Regions from separate parts of the Gossypium hirsutum genome. Here regions 2 and 3 are each linked to region 1. The links are chromatin contacts, called in public Hi-C maps. All regions are on one chromosome and are shown on one strand. Each heading gives the region's core, a stretch centred on a gene start, on an enhancer-like site or on the middle of the called end of the contact. The rest is flanking DNA. Distances are from core to core; before and after follow the strand shown.

The links. A called contact is a pair of places that touch in the nucleus more often than the background predicts.
Region 2: a Hi-C map of leaf shows a contact between it and region 1, with 1.8 times the contacts expected there. The contact joins the promoter of LOC107912953 here to the promoter of LOC107912960 in region 1. A contact is called at or near these places in 2 of 34 Hi-C or Micro-C datasets (both in leaf).
Region 3: a contact with region 1 is called in a Hi-C map of leaf, with 2.5 times the contacts expected there. The contact joins the promoter of LOC107912955 here to the promoter of LOC107912960 in region 1. A contact is called at or near these places in 3 of 34 Hi-C or Micro-C datasets (hypocotyl and leaf).

Annotation. Positions count from the first base shown.
Region 1 is chrA13:99,547,241-99,550,266 of Gossypium_hirsutum_v2.1, forward strand. It overlaps LOC107912960 (probable UDP-arabinopyranose mutase 5), which reads left to right and starts at 1,411. Exons shown (of 2, transcript XM_016841364.2): 1 at 1,411-2,217; 2 at 2,310-3,026. The coding sequence starts at 2,437.
Region 2 is chrA13:99,301,077-99,304,102 of Gossypium_hirsutum_v2.1, forward strand. It overlaps LOC107912953 (zinc finger CCCH domain-containing protein ZFN-like), which reads left to right and starts at 1,573. Exons shown (of 6, transcript XM_016841354.2): 1 at 1,573-2,090. The coding sequence starts at 1,991.
Region 3 is chrA13:99,352,110-99,355,135 of Gossypium_hirsutum_v2.1, forward strand. It overlaps LOC107912955 (CBS domain-containing protein CBSX6), which reads right to left and starts at 1,471. Exons shown (of 3, transcript XM_016841357.2): 1 at 1,019-1,471; 2 at 411-786. The coding sequence starts at 754.

The DNA.
Region 1 (3,026 bases), core at 161-2,660:
TCTATTTTCCTCCCTTCTCCATTTCTTTTAACATATTTTCTCTATATTTTTCATTTGTTAAAACATTTGTGCATATAGGTTAAGGTATTTTAGTTTGACATTTTTTGTTTCTTGCTTTTGGGAATCACAAGAAGGAAGGAAGTTCAAGAGGCACAACCGGGTCCGGTTCTTGACTGGATGTAGAGGGTAAGAATTGTGGTTGATGCGGCAAGTGGATTGGAATATTTGCACAAGAAGGTTCAGCCTTCAATTATCCACAGAGATATAAGATCTAGCAATGTCCTTTTTTTTGAAGACTTCAAAGCGAAGATTGCACATTTTAACCTCTCAAACTAGGATCTCGACATGGCTGCTCGTCTTCATTCTATTCGAATTTGGGAACCTTCAGCTATCATGCACCTGAGTATGTTATCTGAAGTTGCTTTATATCATTATTCATTCCTTTTCCAAACCAACCAGTCATTGTCAGTTGTTGACATAAATAATTGAAGGGAGGAAAACAAAAGGAAAAGCAGAAGAAAATGAAAAAAAAAGTCAAAATAACATAAAAAGAAAAAGTTAAATTACTCAAAATGAAAAAAATATAGGGACTAATTTATAATTTAACCTAAAATTTTCGTTTGAAATGATGATCTAACGTGCCAAGTTGCTGATCGTCACACCGTTAACAATAATTAATGGCTCAGTGACTAAAATGTTACAACACGATACCGTAAGTGACTAAAATGTAACATTTCAAATAGAAGTGACTAAAATGTAAAATGAGACAAATAAAAGTGACTATTTTAATAGTTTACCCATAAAGATTTTTATATGTTCGTCAACAAGGATATGATGTCTACTACTGGAGTCTATTAAAACATCCTCTTAAGTTGGATTGGATGACCTATCCCATTTTTGAAATTAAAATATGAGTGAATGATAAGGATAACTCAATCAATCCAGATTTGAAGTAGAAACCATTATTTTATCAGCCCATGATTCAACCGACCCAGTCCAATTCCACACGTGTGAATATAAACATCGAGTTTGTCTGAAGATGACGAATAGAAAAATTTGTCGAACACAGTGGACGGAGAAACCGCTGCAGATCTATCGCCTTCAATACCGCAAAAGGGGATCAAGAACTTAGACCAATTCTTCTTTATGTTTATATGATTTTTTTTTTGTAATTATACATATAATTTATAGTTATAGATCCAAGAATCTCATCTTCTTCTTTTTTATTTGTTTTTCAGAAAATATAAATTAACGAGAATGAAATTAGTAATTAAATGAATGAGAACCCCGCCTTGTTTGCTATCTCTAACTTTAGATTCTGCTGTCCATAACCTTTCCAATATCACTGATCTCTCTCCTCTTCCTGATCGCATTCTCATCGAACTCTTCTTGGTAAAATTTTCTTTCTCTTTCTTTCCCTTCTTTGTCTTCTTAGAGTTTTCTTGCCATCTGGATAGATGGGTAGTTTTAATTTCTTAATTGCTTTTTGGCTTTTTCTTTTTATGTAAAGCTATGAGTTGTTCATGTGTTGATTTGCATGTATGTATGGAGAAATTGAGTCATTTGATTTTGATGGGATATGGCTGAGTCTTCAGAGCGTACTTGATAATTTTATTGTTGTGTTGTCTAGTCTGTATTCTGCAATTTCAATTTTCTTTTGATTATCTAATTCAAATATTAAAGTGCATTTCTTTTATTTTTTTCAAGTCTCACCCTTAAGTTGAGTTTCTTCGATTTGATTCCTTTGTCTTTTGGATCACTTGATCTGAACATTTTGCTATTGGTGCCACTTGTTTACTAATTTTCTTTGCTATGATAATTTCTGTTTCCCTGTTTATTAAATTTAATACATTGCTGAATTAACCTCATTTGAGTTCTCTAAATTCTTTTCTGTTTTCCCTTTTGTCTTCCAAATGCTTTGAACCAGAAAATAATTGAAAAACAATTCAGCTCGTTGTTATTATTTTTCTTTCTGTCTGACTAGATTCATGGGTCAATCTTACCTCTGTAACCTTATATTATATGTAACTCTTGTGTGGTTCTAGTTGCATTCATTTAGTTAAGATAAATTCTCATGATTCTAGCAGAGAACATTGAGAGCTGGAAAGCTAACCGAGAGAGTTCTTAAGCTGTTCATAGCTACTGGCAAGGACGAGGTCTTCTCACTTATCCAGGCACTCAACATTCAAGTTACAGTTACCCCTGTCCTTCCTACCAGTAAGTTAGTTTCAGAATTTTTTTTTCTTTTTTTTTCTCTCTCCAAATGAGTTTTTAGCTGATTTCCAAATGGAATTTTGTTCCCTCCATAGGATGCTCCAAGAAATTCTGAGATTAGTTTAATCAGTGGAATACACAGTAGCTTGGTCTAAAGAGTAACGAAGCTGATTTTAAGAGGCTTGAGTATTCTGAATTCTGTTGACGTTTGTATTTGGCAAGATGTCTCTATCAATTAAGGATCATGAGATTGATATTGTTATAGGAGCACTACGTTCTGACCTGACATCTTTCATGAGTGAGTGGAGGCCTATATTCTCTCGATTTCATCTCATAATTGTTAAAGACCCTGATTTGAAAGAGGAGCTCAAAATTCCAGAGGGCTTTAACCTTGATGTCTATAAGAAGCCTGACATAGATTGTGTTGTGGGTACTTCTACTTCAACCATTTTCTCTGGCTATTCATGCCGGTATTTTGGCTATCTGGTTTCTCGGAAGAAGTACATTATCTCCGTGGATGATGACTGTTACCCGGCCAAGGACAATAAAGGCATTTTGGTGGATGCTGTTGCCCAGCATATTACTAACCTTACAACCCCGGCCACACCATTCTTTTTTAACACTCTGTATGACCCTTTCACTGAAGGTGCAGATTTTGTTCGTGGCTACCCATTCAGTCTTCGGAGTGGGGTACAATGTGCTTTGTCATGTGGGCTATGGCTTAATTTAGCTGACTATGATGCACCTACTCAAGCCCTCAAGCCAGAAGAAAGGAATTCCAGATATGTTGATGCAGTTCTGACGGTTCCAGC
Region 2 (3,026 bases), core at 323-2,822, 250 kb before region 1:
AAGTCAACTTGATGATCAGTGTTGGGGATCACAGAAAAAATTTGTTTCAATTTTGGTTTGCAAATTCATTTAAAGTGGTTTCATGAAAACACTAAATTGTAGAAGAGAAAGGAAAAGATAATTTTTGATTGATGTAGACAGTTCGAACAAAAAAAGCCATATAGTATCAATTTTAATAGCCTAGTGACTTAAATAAAAACTTTTGAATAGTTCAGTGACCAAATTGTAACTTTCCCATAATTTAGTGACTAACAGTGTAGTTTACCCTAAATGTTTATACTTGGGCTTTATTGAGGGGGAGGACTTCTTCAAGAGAAGTCTTCAAAATGTCATCTGTTGAGTAATCTGCTAAAACGTCAACTGTGTTAGGTATTGTTCCTATATCGAAGTTTTGTCTCCCTCATCTACCAAGAGCCTTGATGGGTTCATAGAGGAGAAGCATCTCGGCTGGTGGAAATTCGACTTGTAAGACTTAAGGGAGAGATATCGGTATAGTGTGTTATATTAATTATGTAGTCACTTGTGTGTGGGCAGACTCAAACTACCAATCTAAGGCATTTATGCCACATACTTGTAAGTATTATACCACGCTATCTAGTAGACTACACTCTGGAGACTTTTTTCCAAAGAGTTGACCGTCCTCAACAATAAAAGACGCCTTCTATGAATCTAACTTCTTAAAAATAGACTTCAAATTTGGGCTTAAAATAGGCTTTAAAATGGATATCTAAAATTGGGCCTCAGCTTGAGCATTTAAAAACTTAAAACTGGACTCCCATTTGGGTCCCAAAACAGCAAATATGAAATGAAAAATGGAGTAATGAACAGATTTGAGCTTAATCAGAATAAACTGCTCTGCAAAATGGGTAAAAAATTAGAACTCAAATGGGCCCAACAAATGAACGTTTAGTGGGCTTTTGAGGGCCTCTTTAAATTGGGCAGGGAAAATGAATTTTAAAATGGACAAATATCAGATCAAACTTGGACCCAAAAACAAAATAACTTCCAATCATTTTCCACCAAAAATAAATTGGTTTAATTCCCACAAGTTTTAAGATATCAGTTTTGGCCCCAAAATCTAGAATGAAAATTTAATGTTGCTCTTTAAAATCTAGGAGTTAAAAGCATGAAAGATTGTAAAAGTCAAATCTGGGCTATCTTAACCAAAATTAAGGTCCTTTCTATACGTAGTTATAAAAAAATGTCAAACTTACCAAATTGTTGTACTAAGGTCATTTCACCATAAGATCTATGTCACTTATCTCTAGGACCACTATGAAGAATTATTCTATTTTCAACAATATTTCAAATTCTTTGATCACAATTTCTAAAATATAAAAAAAAAAAATTGGACATGTGTGCCTCGTGGTGTTGTGATTATATTTTCATATCTGAAATTGTAATAAAAGAAAAAAAGCAGGGAAAGTAAAACCGGTTTCCCTCCAGGCTCCAAGAGGTGGTAAAATTATGTAAACCACCAATAGGATTAGGTAACGACCAGAGTCAATTACAAATTTAACAGCCCATGACGTGGCTCTATAAAGTAATATACTGCGTATTTGCGCGTGTGCTAAAACTGAACAAAGGAAAGCAAATCAAATGAAAGTGGGTGGGTTTTGGATGGTTCATTTATTTTTCCCTTTTTATTTTTGTTTCTTTTTATTTTTTTTTGTTTTGTGTGGAGAAGAGAAAACAACGCTCTTTCGCTTCTATCAAAAATACATACAAATTAAATAAATTTGGAAAAAATATTAATTGTTTTTAAGAAAACAAAGACAGACTTTCCGTGAAGAAGAGCTCTCTTTTTTAGTATTTCTATAATTTTGTTTCTGTTGGCAAAGGAGGAAGGAGAGGGAAGAGGTTTTTTTTTTTCTTTTTTTTTGTGGTTAGGTGACAGCGCGGTTTTGGAACGTGGAATGAGAATTGGTGCGTGGAGGTGGTTCTAACGTGACAACGTTGAGTGATGGTGATGGAGGAAGATGACTGTTGAATGGGATTCTCATTCGATGCTGGAATTCCTATGTCACGAACAGCAACGGCGGCCGTGCCTGTCACTGAAGGATCCTCGCTTTCACCTTCGTTGAATCAAGGTCTCTCTCTCTCTATATATATTTGTTCATTGATTTACTCCGTTTCTTTATTATTTATTATGATGATGATCATTATTCTACGTTTTTTCCTTTGCGAAACGCAAGTGAAATACAGTTCATGTGTTTCGTTGGTTATTTTCTTGTTGGGAATTGTCCTTTTGCCCATTTTTATGGAGAATTCTGGTTTGATCATTGTTTAAAATCAGTTCTATTTTTCGTTAAGTTTTTAATTAAGAAATTATGTAAATTTTGATTTCTAATAATTAATTTAATTGCGTTTCAATCATTAACAGCAATTCAATTATGCAGTGATTTAGAATAAATTGTGCAAGCTTTGTTTGGGCTGCCGGGAAGAATTAGAGATTCCACGTTCTTAATTTTTTAAGTCAAATTCAAGGTTCTAGGAATTAAAATAAGATTTATAATTTTTTGTTATGATTTTTTCTCCTTTACCAATATGGTTTTTTTTTCTTTTTTTTTCATTTATTGCTTTATTACTTGTAGAAAAATATTAAGTTCTATATATATTTGGATAGGATTAAGGTGTATGTTGTTACTGCTTTTACTGATTATCTTTTCAATTTAGGTGAATTTGATCAAAATTTGATTAAAGAAAAGGCTATTCAAGCAATCTTTTCTTTGAATAAGAGGATGCACGCTTACATGGTTGCCAGACAATAGTTCACTTCATGTTTTCTATTTTCCTTTTTCTGGTTTCTTTGAAATTCCTTTCAACTTTCAAGAGTAAATAGGAGTTCTTTCTTTATCATTGTTCATTATAAGAAAAAAGTTAAGGTTGAGGATCAAGTAGAGTTAGGTTTCTCCTCTTTTACATGTATGCTATTTATAAGAAACTATAGTCCTCATGTAGAAGAGGGAGACATAACTTAAAGTGTCACGATTCTGCAATGAGTTCATTGGCTTGTGATAGATATA
Region 3 (3,026 bases), core at 221-2,720, 200 kb before region 1:
GGGTCAAGGAGCAAGTGTTAAAACCCCTCATAGATATAACTATTTCAGTCGACATGTAACAAAATCCCTTGGAAGCAAATCGTGTAAAGCTCATATGAACAGACACATGCAGTACATGATTCTAAGGACCAAGATGCAAACCAAACCAAAGAAAGGCACATCACATATCCCCTTAATAGAGAGAAGATCCATACAATCAACGCTCAAAAACAAGAATCGGAACTCAAGAAAAATATCTCCTTCCACTAGAAATAATAAGAAACCACTCCAACATAAATTTCAAGTCATGATCGCATTCCTATGAGGTTAAGGTCATAGGTCAATTCTCTGAAATAGTAAAAATTCCAACATTTTTAAGCTGAAAGAAAAAAGAAGAGCAAGCGATTAAACATAAGCAGCAATGAACTAACCTGGTGCCAGGATCAACAATCTTCAAGAGAGTATTATTAGGGACAACAACATCAGAAACTTGTGTTTTCATAGCTTTGTCCTGATCTTCCAAACACTGAGATTTAGCTAAAAAGGAAATGATATCAAGTGAAGTTAAAATACCAACAAACCTCTGTTGTCTCATTTCATTGTTTTCAATCATTCCCACATGAGAACTTCTCTTCCAAACCGGTATCCCACACTCAGTTGATTCTCCTATTGCTCTTATAGCCGATTCTACTGTCTCTACATCGCAGAATTCAACCAACTCAGGCTTCCCCACCGTCAGATCCCCCACTACATGGTACAACAGCACCGATGCCATTCCTTAAATTTTCCGTTTTTTTACCGAGAAAACTGAAGAAAATAAAATATATAAAAACAAAGAAAAAAATCATCATTAAGACCTGAATCATTCATCCTGTTTCAGTAAAGGTTGTTTCTATTTTTAAATACCGGTTTGGCTTAATCAATTTAAAGTTGAATATTTTCCTTTGCTTTCCTACTTTCTCTAGCCAACCAAACACAACAACAAGAAGACTGGGTTTCCTACAAAACTTACATAAGTTCAATTTACAATATAAGATACCTTGTTTCTAAATCAAAGATCTGAGTGTTTTTTTCCCCTTGATTCACCTTCGAAAAGAAAGAAAGATCAGGGTTTATGTTGAAACCGGGAAAACCGGTGAGAAGGAAGAGTTATAAGAGAGAATGGAGGAAGATAAGGAGGAGGTGAATGCCGGTGATAGGTAATCTATAAAGGATCAGAAGAAAGCAAAGAGTTGGAGCCATTGAAGATGAGGAAGAAGAAGCAAAGAAGCAAAGTTATGGAAACGAAAGCCCATTCACGATGATCTATGACTTCAAATCTAGAGAGGATTGGTGTGGCAAATAAGCCTGAATTTAGGAGATAAATAGATTCACTTTGTTTTCGCCTTCTTTGGGTGTTTTTGCCGAATAATGATAAGATTTGAGAAAATGAAAAAAAAGTAGAAGTCTGCCAATTATTGAGAGAAGTGGCTAATTAGACCAGCTATCGTTTATTTATTTAATTTTTTTTTTGACGGAGAAATTATTATTATATCTATTAAAATTAATCTTATGGATTATCAGTTTGGCACATGTCTACCTCATTTCCTAGACACCTTGCAACCTCCTTTTTGTCATCACATGCCAAGCTCATTCAATGCTTTTTTTATATGGTATTTTAGAGAGATTGATTTATATGGTATTTTTTTGAGTTTTAATACACTTGAAAACAAATTTTAAAATTATTTGTTTATTATTATTATTATTATTATTTTTTAAAGATATAATGACTTGTTTAACCTTTTTAATTTTATAAAAATATTATTTTAACATTTTATTTAATTTTTAATCTTTTTTAATTCTTAATTTTTTTTTGTTAAATCACCTCAAAATAAATAGAAAAATTATTGTGACATACATGTGAATGATACGTCAGTATTTAATTAATTTTTTTTAATTTTAATTAAATATTAATATGTCATTTACGTGGAAATCTATGTATATGTCAGGTCAATAAAATTAACAAATGTTTTGAGGTAATTTGAAAAAAGAAAATGAAAGTTCAATAACTAAAAAAAGACTAAAATTTAAATAAGAAATTAAAATAATTATTTTTTATAAAGTTAAAAAATAAGTGATTATATATTCTTAAAATAATGCGTATGTTAACTCAAGGGTAGTTTTCTATTTTGGCAGATTCAAATGTTTTAGGATAATGTATTTAAAGAGTAAGTAAACATGTTAACTCGTAAAGATAATTTAAAATATTATTTTATTATCTAATCATTTTATTTATACATCCTATTATCTGATTATTGTATTTAAAATAATTGATTTACATGACAACTCACCAATCAATTTAAAAAAATTATATGTAACATGATAAACAATGATTTTAATTTTATTAATTATTTCTATTTTATTTTAATTCTTAAAATGATTAATTTGTGCATTTACTTGCATGTTGCTTAAATTCTATATTAGATCTGGTTGAAACAATATATTTTTAGTTTTTTTCTTTCTAAATGTATATTTAAAAGAGAGTTATGAAATTTTAAGTATATTTAAAAGAATTAATGCACGTATTTACGATTCTTTAAACCCTATCGAGTGTAGTACTAGTTGAACTAAATGGGCCGGTCTCAATTGAGTGTTTATTTTCTAGTAGAGTAAGAATGTCTTGAGTGAGAGTGAACAATTATATAATTGTGAGGTTGTAAGGTGGTTGTACATAAAAATTATTTAGGATCTCATTGGATAGAAGAAAGTAATTAAATGAAAATTTAATTAGACATCTTAATATATTGGGCTATTTTCTTCTCTCTCTTTTTCATTATTTTGCTACCATTTCACAATTATGTTGCTACTATTTTATTGTTATTATTTGGATATTGTATAACTCTTGTTTTATTATTAATTTTGTTATAATTTTAGAAGTATTTGTTTGTTAAGTTGCACCTATCTTAATGTTATTTAAGTATACATATTTTCTTAAAATTTATTTTCAATTTCTAGGGAAACATTTATTTTAATATTTTTAGTATTTTTGATGTATTATATTTTTAAAT